Regions from separate parts of the Gossypium arboreum genome. Here region 1 is linked to region 2. Evidence: chromatin contacts called from public Hi-C data. All regions are on one chromosome and are shown on one strand. Each heading gives the region's core, a stretch centred on a gene start, on an enhancer-like site or on the middle of the called end of the contact. The rest is flanking DNA. Distances are from core to core; before and after follow the strand shown. Region 1 holds the start of LOC108474485 (bidirectional sugar transporter SWEET1). Region 2 has its middle 9.9 kb from the start of LOC108475405.

Evidence for each region. Hi-C and Micro-C count contacts between places; a contact is called where the count stands out from the background.
Region 1: a contact with region 2 is called in a Hi-C map of leaf, with 1.8 times the contacts expected there. The contact joins the promoter of LOC108474485 here to the enhancer-like site in region 2. A contact is called at or near these places in 2 of 5 Hi-C or Micro-C datasets (both in leaf).

What each region holds. Positions count from the first base shown.
Region 1 is chr3:125,956,641-125,964,291 of ASM2569848v2, forward strand. It overlaps LOC108474485 (bidirectional sugar transporter SWEET1), which reads right to left and starts at 2,307. Exons shown (of 6, transcript XM_017776424.2): 1 at 1,667-2,307; 2 at 1,528-1,564; 3 at 920-1,015; 4 at 465-744; 5 at 272-391; 6 at 1-182. The coding sequence starts at 1,700.
Region 2 is chr3:125,919,970-125,927,761 of ASM2569848v2, forward strand. No RefSeq gene overlaps it. Among protein-coding and RNA genes, the nearest start is that of LOC108475405, 9.9 kb to the left of the region's middle. Within about 2 kb of position 1,597, at least 1 of the 2 cell types and tissues checked has an H3K27ac peak or open chromatin away from gene starts, as enhancers often do. A contact at or near this core is called in leaf, where this site is marked.

The DNA of each region.
Region 1 (7,651 bases), core at 1,057-3,556, 37 kb after region 2:
TCATCTTGAGGGACTTTGCCATTGGGGTGCTGCTTGTCTTGGTGGGGTTTCTTCTCACCTATCTCAATGCTTGTTCCATTACCACTTGGCTTCTTAATTTCCTGAGACCCCTTGTTGTTGCGGTAGATGAAGTAAAGGATGAGTTGCATGGTCCCTAGCCCACACCCAAACCCATTGGGGACCTAGGAAAAAAACAACACCACAATGGCAGGCCTCTCAATTTTGATGCACAAACAATATATGAGATTTAAGAACTTGGCATATATCTTACAGCAACAAAAGCATCACGACCAAGGAGACCATAGATAAACCATGAAGTACCACAGAGGAACACAAATAGTGACAAGAAAAATGGCATGAACTCAACACTCTTGCTCTTGATCACCAGCCTCTGTAATGATAGGGATGGAATTAGCACAAATAAAGAAAAAGGGTTTCCTCTTTTTTGTAAGGTTGAGGCTTACCATGATTGAAAGTGGAGAAGCATACATAATGATGGAGAAAATGGTGGCAGCAAGGCCACAAAAGAGCTTTCTGCCATTTCCATGGAGGGCAAAGAGGGAGATGAGTGCCACAGCCGTGAAAACAGTGAGAACAAAAGTGAAAAGCCCAAATATTTTAGCCTTCTCTTTCTTTGGGGCATAGATGATGAAGATCAATACATAAATGGACTCAATTGCTGCACCAGTCCCATTGATTGTTGATACCAAGATGTTGTTTTTAGATACAAAGGGAAGGCCATACCTATAGGAAAATTTGTCACAAACCACAAATAAAGATTTGCCATAAATGAATGATAAGGCTGCGTTTTAACTTTTTCTAGATAATTATAACAAACTTAAAGAAGATTTGTTCTTCACACTTTTGGAGTTCCAAAAAAGAATTTGACATCATCTAAAAGAATTATATAAAAACTCACCAGGCAGAGAGGAGACAGTTGAGCAAGGTCATGACATAGGGAATTCCAGAGAATTGCTCCGTGGACTTACTTCTAATGATCCTCTTAAATGTAATCCTTCAAAATTTAAACATGATTTAACAAAATAATTAGTTTTAAATCAATCTTTGAATGGTAATTGAAATTTTCTCTCTTTTTTTTAATTTTTTTTTAAATACCCAAAATGTGTAGAGAAGAGAAAAATTTTAAGTAAACAAGTATTATCTATAACCATTTTGAAGACTAGAAAATGGAGGAAAATTATATTTTTAAAAAGAAAAAAAACCAACATGAATTTCTACATTAAGAAAAACAAATGGTTTCACCTTTCTTTGTTTGGGGGATAATATATTTGTTGATTCAACTTGGTTTCCAAAAACCAGAAACTGGCAAAAAATTAGCCTTTGTTTGGATGTGTTTCCAATAACCAAAAAACTGGCTAAGAAAAGAAAATACTTGTTGTTCTTCCACTGATGAAGAATAACCGTTTTAAAGTTCTCACATTTAAAACCAAAACTCATAAAAGAAAAGATTAGTCTGTGTTTTTGTTTCCCGAGAAAATAATTTAACAGTTGCTTTGTTATACATACGTCGGCGACAAGAAGAGGAACAAAGCAGTGGCATTTCCTGTACCCAAAAAAAAAAAAAAACACCACAGAGAAAACCATAAATTTTAAATAAATAAAAAAACAGTAAACAAAGTTGATGAAAAGAAACAGAAGAACCCACCAAAAACACCAAACACGAAATGCAAAACCTCCATTGTTGAAACCTTAACCAAAACCCAAATATTCAGAGTGAAGATGTAAGTATAAGAAGAAAGGGGATGGAGAAGGAAGGCAAGGCGGTTTATATAGAAAATAAGGGGAAGAAGGGAGAAGAGAGAAAACGGTTGAAAACTAACTGGAGAACAGTAAAAATGAAAATATATGTTGTGGTGTTTGATCTTATCCAAAGGACCCCCCCCCCCCCCCAGTAAGGAGAAGCGTCCATTTCTGCTTGCTTCTTATACTCGAGAAACCATGGTAAAATTGATATCACTCTGGAACCTGGATACAGGCGGTTTTGTTGACAGTGATATTGGACGGATTCGAAGACGTAAACTTTCAATTTATTCACATTACCCCCTTTAACTTGTTTTGGTATTACAGATAATATGAAAATTTAACAAGTCCATGTGATTTGAATAGTGACATCAGAATAGTGATTTAATCAAATGTTATGCAATATTTATACTTGAATGAAATGGGGATTTGGAAGAAGGAAGAATAAATTATGCAAAGGGAGAAAAAAGGACAAATAAATGAAGAGGAAAGTTAGGAGAGGATGACTAGAAATGAAGTTACGTGAAGAACAACCCATAGCTCAAACAAATACAGTCTCCAAGGTTTGTTGTTTTAAGGAATCAATCAATTTCCCTTATTTCTTTCATTTGGATAATGTTACGCTCATAAAAGTAGGTGAGACTGAAGTTTTATTATTTATTTCTATTTCTTAGTTTTTAAATATAAATTTATAATTATTAAGCCTAATTTTGATATACAAATATACTTTATTTCTAATTTAAAAATCAAATTTTACGATAAAAATATTGCGCAAAAAAGAAATATTCATTGTGGTGTTATTTTATCAAGAATAAGAAAGCAGGTTATCCAAAATTAAACTCAAACCATGTTAAATAAATAATTTATGAGTAATTGAATAAAACAGACTCATAATTTTTTTTTTTGGTGAAAAGAAAGGATTACAAGAAGGTAAAAAACTAAATCCTCATAGGAGGATCCTCAATCAATCTTAAGCCTGGTATTTTGGAACGAATTGACTTGGCAAGTTATCGGTAATTAGATTTTCTTCGCAAGGAATATGTTGAATGTTCCACTGTTTTAGAGCTTTAAGAATAAAATGAATTCTTCTGACGAGAGCAGAATTAGAAATCCCTGAAGAACCTTATTAAATGGCATTAACAGCTTCAATACTATTCATTTGGATAACGACTCTTTCGAAACTTCTAGCCAAAATAAGATTTAAGCCATTTAAGATTCCCCAAAGCTCAGCCTCGACCACCGTACAATTGCCCAAATATCTGCTGTAATAGCCCAAATTTGACCGGGCTTTAAAAGGGCAAAATAGATAAATAAATATTTATTTTAAAGTCCATTTAACAGTCCAGGTTACAAAGCCCAAGCATTGGGGCCCAAGCTTAAACAAACCGCATAACCAATACCCGTGTAACCCAAATACACCCGAAGCCTAACACATACACTAAACCCAATAAACCTATCAACCCCTAAAACCCTTAACCCAATTACAAAACTTAAGTGGCCCAATTGGCCCAACTTTTACACTGAGGCAGGAAACCCTCGGGTTTCTGCCTTTCCCTCCTAGCGCCGCAACATTTTCTGGAAGCTTTAGGGAGCGTCTGTCCTGCTCCCCGAATCAAGGCCATCAATGCACTGTCGAGGTCATCAATGGACTTCTCAGCATACCTAGGGCTCCTCACCACCAGATTTCGTGTCTCCATCAACGCCGACGAGTCTGCCACAGGGATCTTCGCGATTTTCCTGCGAAAAAGGAAAGAAAATTAGTAGGCAGATTAGAATAAGATATGGAAAAGAAATCTTGTGATTTCTTTCCTAAAATATGTCAGTTTAAGGCTATAAAGCCTTTCTAGGAATCTGTAAAAAGGGAGGACACTTTCGATACACACACAGAGAGAAAAACACCACAAAGATATTGTACACCAAATATTTTTGCAATAATATATCAAAAAGATTTCACGAGAAACGAAGGTGATCTATTGTTCTCTTTCTACTTTTATTTTATTTTTTTTACTTTATTGTAAGCAACCTACATATAATACATTAAAAAGAGAGAGAGAGGAGTACCTTCTAGATTCGCCGAGAAAAGCGAAGCTTTTCGGATCCTGACCGCCGTGTGTGGCGGATTTGGTGATGGCGCATGAGGCTGAGCACGGAGGTCCAATGAACGGAGCAGACCGGCCTAGGGCCGGAGCTTAGAGGACTGGGAAGAATTTCAGAGGATTTCTCTCGTTTTTTTTCTGAACCAGGTGCAAAAATGATTTTAAAGTTCAGAATTTGGCTTATATAGCCCAAATGAAACGATGGCATTTTAGTTTAACTCAATAAGCATAAAACGGCGTCATTTCAAGCCTCAGGGTCCGCGTGTTGACCCGATTACCCGGGGAGGATCCGCGTGTTTTTGTAAAGTGGGTTAATTGCCCAATTGGTCCTCTCGCAATTTTAATATTTATAGTTTCATTTTTATTCATTTTTTAATTTAACTCTAACGTTTTAATTTTGTTTCAATTTAGTCCTCACAATGATTTTAAAACGGTATTTGGGAAACGGTGTCATTTTGGGATTAGGGCTAAATTGCCCAGTGAGTCCTCTGAATTTAATGCGCATTTCAATCAGGCCCAGAATTTTTATTATTTTGCGAATTAACCCCCAAATTTCTTAATTAAATTTAATTTTAATCCTTTTTATTTTATATTATTTTTTTAAAAAAAATAAGTTATATAAAATAGTATATATTCTTCATTAGATTATTATTATCATTTTTTAAAAACAAATTCTTTTATTATATATTTTATTTTATTTTATATATATATATATATATATATATTGTTTTTTATTTTTATTTATTTTTATATTATTTATTTTATTATATTTTATATGTAAAATATTTGTTACATTATTATTATTATTATACATATTTCATATTACATTTCATTATATTTATTTAAGTTTTTTTTCATTACATATATATATATATATTTATTATTATCATGCATTATTAAATATTGTATTTTAATTATATATGCATATTTTTTTAATTACTCACTGTATTTTATATTTCAATACGTATTAAATCTTTTATATATTATTATATTTTATATTATTTATATATTAAGTGCTAGTTCATAATATTATTAAGTGTTGCTTGTTTGATATATATATATTACTACATTATTATTATTATTTTTATATATTATCACATTTGTTTTGTATATATATTTATATATCTAATTGTATATCATGCATCGTTTTTTAATTAATTATTACTTTGTATGTTCATACATTTTGCTTATTCATCTTCAATATATGCTATGTATATCTTAATATGTATGTTGTTATATAACTAAGATTGGCTATATTTATGTATGGATCTAGTATAGGACCTTTATATTATTACTATCATACTATTTAAATGCATGTCTTAGCTATCTATTATTGTAATATGCTATCTTACATGTTATAATGTGTATATATATGGCTCTTCATGCATTAATTAAAACGAGTTTCAAAAGTTTTCAAAATAAAAAGGCAATGCTTGGTATTTGGAAACTTGAGAAAGGTAGTGCCCTAACTTCTGGTTGCGACTTTTCTCGTTGAGTTCAAATAGTCAAGCACCCTTCTAAGATTTTAAGGTTTTCAAAATACGAGCAACCGTCTCGAAATTTCAAAGCGTTGTATCCTAACTTCATGGATATGGTGTTTTGTCGTTTTGAGATAGGGATTTTCAAAAGGGCTAGCTTAGCTTCGAATGTCTTAAAATATTGCTTCCTAACTTATTGGATGTAATATTTTGATTCATTTGATACAAGTGAACCTTAATTTTCAAAATCAAAATATTCTAAAGAGGTTTGTATCTTAAAACTTTCAAATTTCCGACATTAAAGACACTTGATAATCAATTAGGTACCAATTTTTGGGCGTTACGAGGGTGCTAACCATCCTCGTACGTAACCGACTCCCGAATCTGTTTTCTCAACTTTCGTAGACCAAAATTAATGTTTTAAAATAAAATATTTTATAAGGTGATCCAATAAACCTATCAACCCCTAAAACCCTTAACCCAATTACAAAACTTAAGTGGCCCAATTGGCCCAACTTTTACACTGAGGCAGGAAACCCTCGGGTTTCTGCCTTTCCCTCCTAGCGCCGCAACATTTTCTGGAAGCTTTAGGGAGCGTCTGTCCAGCTCCCCGAATCAAGGCCATCAATGCACTGTCGAGGTCATCAATGGACTTCTCAGCATACCCAGGGCTCCTCACCACCAGATTTCGTGTCTCCATCAACGCCGACGAGTCTGCCACAGGGATCTTCGCGATTTTCCTGCGAAAAAGGAAAGAAAATTAGTAGGCAGATTAGAATAAGATATGGAAAAGAAATCTTGTGATTTCTTTCCTAAAATATGTCAGTTTAAGGCTATAAAGCCTTTCTAGGAATCTGTAAAAAGGGAGGACACTTTCGATACACACACAGAGAGAAAAACACCACAAAGATATTGTACACCAAATATTTTTGCAATAATATATCAAAAAGATTTCACGAGAAACGAAGGTGATCTATTGTTCTCTTTCTACTTTTATTTTATTTTTTTTACTTTATTGTAAGCAACCTACATATAATACATTAAAAACAGAGGAGAGAGGAGTACCTTCTAGATTCGCCGAGAAAAGCGAAGCTTTTCGGATCCTGACCGCCGTGTGTGGCGGATTTGGTGATGGCGCATGAGGCTGAGCACGGAGGTCCAATGAACGGAGCAGACCGGCCTAGGGCCGGAGCTTAGAGGACTGGGAAGAATTTCAGAGGATTTCTCTCGTTTTTTTTCTGAACCAGGTGCAAAAATGATTTTAAAGTTCAGAATTTGGCTTATATAGCCCAAATGAAACGATGGCATTTTAGTTTAACTCAATAAGCATAAAACGGCGTCATTTCAAGCCTCAGGGTCCGCGTGTTGACCCGATTACCCGGGGAGGATCCGCGTGTTTTTGTAAAGTGGGTTAATTGCCCAATTGGTCCTCTCGCAATTTTAATATTTATAGTTTCATTTTATTCATTTTTAATTTAACTCTAACGTTTTAATTTTGTTTCAATTTAGTCCTCACAAAGATTTTAAAACGGTATTTGGGAAACAGTGTCATTTTGGGATTAGGGCTAAATTGCCCAATGAGTCCTCTGAATTTAATGCATTTCAATCGTGCCCGAATTTTTATTATTTTGCTAATTAACCCCAAATTTCTTAATTAAATTTAATTTTAATCCTTTTTATTTTATATTATTTTTTAAAAAAATAAGTTATATAAAATAGTATATATTCTTCATTAGATTATTATTATCATTTTTTTAAAAACAAATTCTTTTATTATATATTTTATTTTATTTTATATATATATATATATATATATATTCTGCTTTTTTATTTTTATTTATTTTTATATTATTTATTTTATTATATTTTATATGTAAAATATTTGTTACATTATTATTATTATTATACATATTTCATATTACATTTCATTATATTTATTTAAGTTTTTTTCATTACATATATATATATATATTTATTATTATCATGCATTATTAAATATTGTATTTTAATTATATATGCATATTTTTTTAATTACTCATTGTATTTTATATTTCAATACGTATTAAATCTTTTATATATTATTATATTTTATATTATTTATATATTAAGTGCTAGTTCATAATATTATTAAGTGTTGCTTGTTTGATATATATATATTACTACATTATTATTATTATTTTTATATATTATCACATTTGTTTTGTATATATATTTATATATCTAATTGTATATCATGCATCGTTTTTTAATTAATTATTACTTTGTATGTTCATACATTTTGCTTATTCATCTTCAATATATGCTATGTATATCTTA
Region 2 (7,792 bases), core at 347-2,846:
TATATTTGTATTCTAAATATGTAGTTTCCATACGCATACTCATGTGATAAAATTTCTAATTTATCATAAACCGTTGATTAAATTGATATCATCGAGTTAATCATGTATCAACTCAATTTAGAAAAGACAAAAATATCCTCACTTTACAAAGTGAATTATACTATTTTGAGGAATTTTTATCATTTTATATCTTTTACAAAAATAAAAATAAAAAATATATACACACAATAAAATTTGAATCCATGTCTCTTTAATTTTCCATATTTATGATTTATATTTTACCATTAAGCTAAAACCTCATTTATTATTTATATCAATTTTAAAAATACATATTTATTACATAATTTTATTTTTCACGCATATTATGAATTTATCATAATCTGATTATTATTATTAGTTTCAAATTTTCTATTTCATATAAAAAATTTAAATACAGACATATATTCTAAATATTGTGATAATTTTTAAATTTTACTAATTTCCCTTATAAAAGTTAAAACATTTTTTTTGTAATAATATGATAAATTTTATTTTATGCTGGAATTATTTTTTACAAAATCCAGAATTTAGTTAGTAAAAAATTGAAGGAACTAACAAATTTGATAAGGACTTAATGAGTATTTCACTATTAAAAAAAAGTAGCAAAACTTTAAACCAATAAATTTGATTTGATCCAAAAACAAATTCTTTTGAAGAAAAAAAGTTAATTTGAATAAATCCAAAAACAGTGAACTTTTTATCATAATCCTGTGGGCTAGGCTAGAAGCAGAAGAGCGCATATATCTCCCTCTAATTGGATCAAAGTCACTAGAAAATAACTAAAATATTCTTTTCAATAAATATTTATGTAAAAATTAAAAAACTACTTAAAAAAAAATACAATATCAAAGTTTAAACTTATAACTAATACTTCAAAGGAATGTTATACATTAGTTTTTTTTTTTGGCTAAATATATAGATTGACCCCTAAATTTGGTAACTTTTCTCAAATTGGCCCTAAACTTTTTTTTATCGCATTACTTCCTAAAGTTGGTATCTCTTACATAAATTGGTCCTTATTGTTAACATCGTTAGTTTTTTAAGGCTTAATATATAGATTAACCCCTAAATTTGACAACTTTTCTCACATTGACCTCTATTTTTTTTTGGATCATATTAGTCCCTAAAATTGGCATCCACTAAACATATTAATCCCTACACTAACACAATTTGTTTTTGAAGAATATGCTGATGTGGACAAGTATGAGAGCGAAATGTGAAGAAATAAAGGGACGACATGTAGATTCATTTTTCTTAAAAAATTAAAAAAAAAACTTTAAATTTTGAAAAAAAATTCAAAAAAATTGAATATATAAAAAATAAAATTTTAACCCCATACTTATCCACATCAACAAATTCTTAAAAAAATACACGGTGTTAATGTAGAGACCAGTCTATATAACACATGCCAACCTTAATAACCAATATGATAAAAGAAATTTAGGGATTAATATGAGAAAATTGTCAAATTTAGGAGCAAATCTATTAACATGTATAGCGTATAGAATAAAGTTAATTAATGTGTGTTTTCTGAAAAAAGAAAAATTTAATTAATGTGTGGCTCACGGATGCACACTGCACAGGGACAAAAAGCACTACACTGCACCCTATTAACATGTGGAGAGGACTACATTACTTAATATGTTATCCAAAATTCGGTTTTTTATCAACGGTGATTATACGACCGCTCCAAAAAGGATAAACGAATACCACGTTAATTTCCTTCAATATACTGAATTTTTGTGTTTTATTTTGGTGAAAATTTTAATTTATCATTAAATTATTTAAATTTATAATTTTAGCCATTAAATTTGAAACTGTTGGATAACATGACTGTCATAAACTATATTAATGATGGTTTAATTATGAGAATGTTTTTGTTTTAATTATCTAATTATAAAAATTTTTCAATTTAATCATTAAATTTTTTAATCACCATGTCTTTAATAACAAATTTAGCCATTCAATATTTATATCTTCTATAAATTAGTTCAATTTTTAAAAATTTAAAAATTTAACATTTAATATTTACAAAACTTATTAATTTCATGTTAGGTGGTGTTATTCACTGCAATAAAATTCAAAGGTTTCTAGTTTCTTATGCCACAAAAAATCTTAAGCTGTTGGTAAATTTTTTTTAACACTTTAGATTAAACAATGTTTTTTCGACACTAGAAAATTCAAAGGTTTTTAGTTTCCGACGCCAAAGAGATAATAAATCGTCGGAAAGTTGTTTATTATTGTTTTTGTTGTAAATTTTTATGTTAAAATAGTGGTTCTTTTGTGCCTAAAAAACTCAAGTCTTACTAGAGTCAAATAAAAAATTATTAAAAAATTTTCTAGAGCCAAACACTAGTAAGAATGTTTAGAGTTAAAATTTATTGATATTTTTTAGAATTAGGACTAAATTGATAGAACATATAAATATTGAATGGTAAAATTTGTTATTAGATCAATAAAAAAAGTCTATGTCCAACATTTGTTATAACTTTAATGGCATGTTACTAAAAAAATTAATTTTGGAAACATTAGTGACTAAATAATTTTTTATATAGTTGGATTATCAAAACAGAAACACTCTCATAGTTGAGTGACCATTCATGTAGTTTATAATGGCCGCATCATCTAGTTGTTTCAAACTTAGTGACACAGTGATTAATAAAAATAAATTCGAATAGTTTAGTGATCAAATTAAAAATTGTCATAATTAGGTGACTAAAATAAGAACTTGCAAAAATTCAGTGGCTAATTAAGTAGTTTACCCATTTCTTTTATTCATACTATATATTAAGCACTTGATTAAGTTACTGTCATGAGCCAATCAAGCATTAAATCGATTGAGTATTGATGAAAATACTCTTACTTTACATGTGAAAAATTGAACGCCGATAAAGACAATGAATTGCAAAGAAAGAGAGAAAAGAACATGTAAAATTTTACGTGAAAATCCTTTCGGGAAAATACAACGAGCAAAGAAGAATAAAATTTACTATGTCGAAATTCGAATTTTACAATAGGAATATAGGCTACGTTTATTTATAGGTTTGTAAAATTATATTTAATCAAAGTCAAATAAAAGTAATGTAGTAAAGTTAAAATACTTTATTCTAATCAACATCAAATAGAGGAAGTAAACTTCTATATGGATTTCACTTCGGCACTAGCCTTTGCCCTCGTAGAACCCCTATCTTGCCACTTGTATTTTATTTTAACAGGAATTTAAGTCACACAACTCTAACATTACAAATTATATTGTATTTGTTGAAATTTTTTTTTATCATTTTATATTTTATATAAAACATAACAATAAAAAAAAACCCAAACTTTTATAGTTTTTAACTTTTGTAGTTCATCAATTCAAACAAAGTTTTATTTATTAATTATATAAAATTTTATAATATATTTGTTACACAATGTGAATTATAAAATTTTTATTTTATATTTATATCTTTATTTTTCTTAAAAGAGTGTTATTTCTACACTTGGTTATAGGATGATATATGGTTTAAAGGATACTATAATGTTAAAAGAAATGAAATGAAATTATTATGCTAAGCGGTAAATAGTTATTTATTTATTACTTTTTATAATTCTGATTTTTATTACGAATTATCAAAAGATTTAAAATTTAATCATCAAAATATTAAATTTTATATTAAACAATAACTTAGACTAAGCCTATTTTTAATTCAATTAACAAGCCCAAATTAGCTTGTAAGTTTAAAGAAAATCAAGTCCAAATTTATATAAAAGGGTTTAATGAAGTAAGAAGCCCAACTAAAGCTTAAAAACCAACATTTACTTTGAAACATCAATCTTGTTTTCTTCTTCGCTCATCAGTTGATTTCAGAGAGTCTGTTCTAAAAGTTGAATAGAATTTTGAGAGATAAACTGAAGTTAATAAATAAAGAATCAATTAAATTAAATTAAATTAAATTATTACATAAATTGGAATAAAAACTAAATACAACTCTAATTGAAGTGATTAAGTTGAGAAAGTAAATGTTATACATCATTTGTATTTTAAATTTTATATAAAAATATAAAAATATCCTCGAAATAATATTTAATCACTTTCTATTTCTCAATATATGTTGTTAATTGCTAAATTTTGCTATGTAGTAGCATTTTTTTTTTTACATATAGTGCACGTATGTACTGAGAATTCTATAAATGAAATATAAGACCTTTTTTGTTTCTAAATTCTACCATGCTCTCTGATCCTTTCTTCATTCTTCTCATTTCCTCGAACCTTTTACCTGTACAGCAAATTCTGTGACAATTGATATTCATAGCTTAGTATCCACCTTTACACTGGCAAGAACCAGAAACAAGAAATAAATGGTAGAAAATACCAAGTTGAACTCATTACAGGAACAAATGCAAGCACTGTAAATTGGTTTAAAAGCAGTTGAGAAGACGATACTAGCTTGGTGGGAAGAACAAAGAAAAAGGATTGAAGCCAAGTTAGTTGAAAATAATGATAAACTGCTCTGAAAATCAAGTTTTTTGCACGTCTAGGATGCTACAGTTGATGATGCAAAAAGGAAAACCCATAGTGATGTTAGAACCCTGCCGAAGAACTTGCTAATACAAGCATCCAACTACCTTCAATCACTGTAGCTATTCCTAATAGAAGAAACTGTAAGAGCCCTTATTGAAGTCACTATTATTGATGAACATGGAAAGTATAGTTATGAGCTAAATCAACCTGGATTGCTAGCAAATACTCTATCAGGGTTAAATGGCAGTCATTGTCAAAACAACGATTATATAGAAGGGTCTAACTCTGGCACAAGTAACAATGCTTTTGCTTGTAGACCGAAAACAGAATTGTCTACTTTTGACGGGATTAATCCTAGGGGATAGGTTAAAAAATGTCAGAAATACTTTGCAATTTTTTCTATTTCTGATCGTAACAAATCTGAAGTGTGGTATGATTGTTACATTATGCAAAAGGGGTATGTGTAATGGCAAGATTTCTCTGTTGGTCGTCGCTAAAGATTTTGTAATAGAACATGTTCAGATGTTATTGAAGAATTTAATAAACTGATTTAGAAAACTACAGTTCAGGAATACCAGGAAAAGTTCGAGGAGTTGAGGCCATATATGCTGCAAAATAACCCTTACCTAATGAAGAACTAGTTTTATTAGTAGATTGAAAGAATTGAGAGCTAGAATAAAAGTTGTTGGGATCAATCCGTATAAATAACGAGATAGTAAAAGTGGAGTGGAACGAACACGTGGAAAACCTTCAAAGAGGAGAACTAGTGGGAACCACTAGCTATTCTGAGAGTAAAGTTGCTGCTGGGACCTCAGCTAGTGAAGGATCAACATTATGAGTTGGAGAGTCTACAGATTGGGCGGATTTCATTACAATTGCATAAAGTGCTAGAATTGGAGAATTTTTAGTGTTAGTAACCCCTTTCTAAGTTTATGCCGTGTTAGTTGTGGGCACTCGCTCTCTTCAGATTCTTGAGTACCCTCACTTACTCTGGGCCTCTTCTAATTTTTCTTCATTGCTAATTTCTTCGAGGGGCAGTAGTAGCGCTCTCCTTAGCAGAAGAAGAAGAAGAAGAAGAAGAAGAAGAAGAAGTGAGAATGAATCCCACAAATTTCATAGAAAAAGAAGGGAGGTTCCCTTATACGCCCAATTAAAACTTGTGCTAGATTGCTCATAGCATTAAAAGGCCAGGCCTCGGAATCTGAAGGCACATTGTAATCATCTAACCAATTAATGGGGTCAGTTGCCCAACGATAGTTTGGACTTAGATTCTATAAACAATATTGGAAGACATTCCTAACTCTAATAGTCTCCACCAGTTTAAGTGTTCACCCCCTCTTTAGTAATTTATATTGCTTTAAGGCCACTTCTGAATCAACTGGCTGATAGTGAGAATAAACAAATTTCTGAGGAAGAGACCAACATGTAGGAAAGCCAAATCCACTTTCAAGCCTATAGATGACTCGTATGAATTTGTCATTTCTTAGTTGCAAGTTTGAAATATTATTTTACATTTTTGGCTTACAACCTTGGCGTACATTGAGGCAAACATTCTCAATAGCAGTTCCTTGTCTCTTTATTTTTAGCTGATAAAAATTCAGGAAAAGGGATTTCTGGGAATTGTGTTTTGGTTATTTTGTCTCTGACCCCTCCTTTTAGTTTTTGTCTTGACCATTTTTGTATGAAAAAGAGAAAAGAAAGGAAATGAAAGGAAGGAAAATGTTACCTTTGTGAAAGTTGAGACTGAAGATAAAGAAGAAAGATTAAGCAGAGAAAAAGTTAAGGTTTCAATTGATTTAGCAAAAGTGTTTGAAGGGGTGATTGAGTATATTCTTTATAGAAACAAACATGTGCAAGAAGTTTAATTCGTGAAAACTATTCAAGTTCTCTAATACAATTTTTACATCTATCAAAAAGGTAAGTTATGTAATGTTTGAATTTACGTCGGTAGCTGCAAAATTCTAAATCCGCCAAATTAGTGGTATACGCCTGACACAAAAAGTTAGGTTTCAGTTATTTAATGAAATTATCCAAAGTTAGAAAATTTCGAGGAAGAAATTTTTTTAAGGGGAGGAGAATTGTCACACCTTAAGTTTGGCGAACCTAAGATTTTGGCATATAACGGAAAAATAATTTGTTTGGCGAAGTGTAATCTGTCCATATGTTTCTTTTGGCGCAAAGGTGTGAGCGTATAGTAATTGCCATGTAAGTAAATGAAAATTTTGTTTTAGGATATTTTGCTATTTAAAGGAAATGATAATGTTAAGTAATAAGGGGTAAGTACGTTTTGAATTATCGCCAAAAGTATTGTACGCCATGTTAGTTGAAGTATTGTGCTAGTTAGGTTGTAAAATAATCTGGTTAGGAACCAACTGGATAAACTAACCTGATATCTATAATACATAATCCTCATTTATGTTGCTCTCAGAAACTATAAACCATTAGGAAAACAAATTCTGAAATATGTGACACTTGTTAAGTTCCACTAGTTAGGATGAGTCATATATATATATGTGAAAAGGGTTTTGAAGAGGATTCTTCTTTTTCCTTCAATGCTACTTTCTGATTCTTTTTCATTAATCCAACGGTATCTTTTCCTCATTAAACTGGAATTTAATGATTCTTGGTTTAATCAGTGATCATTCCATCTCTGGGTAAGTATCACAGTTCTGCATGTTAAATATTTTGAAAGAATGAGTCTTTATGTGGTATATGAATAATAAGTTGTAAGTATAAAGCTTTTCATAGGAGTTATTAGATTTTGAGATGATAATAAATTATATGTAAATGAGTTTTAATGTTGATCCTATGTTCTGTAAGCAATTGTTGTTGCTGGTTTGAGAAAGATGTTTGAGTCTGGAGCTTAGAACTGCAGTAGGTGAGTTAAAGTAAGTTTTTACCCTGATTCCCTTTATCTAGAAATTAAATAATTAAGATAGTAGAAATAAGCAATTAAAGAGATTGAAAGTAAAATTAAATTAGAAAATGAATTTGAGTTTTGACAATAGAAAAAGTAAGCCTTAACCCTAGACTCGGTGAATTCCGATCTCTGAACTGATCCTCGAAAATTAGTCTTCTTCTCCAAACAATAAGCTGGTTATAGCGGCTAAGAACGTCCTAACCACCAATTCTTCCTTTAGTAGTTGGTCCTGATATGACCTACAAACCAACCCTTACCGATTATCTAACCGAGATACACGCGTTCCCCATTAAAGATACCGGCAACCTTGTGCTCTAAAGAACCCAACT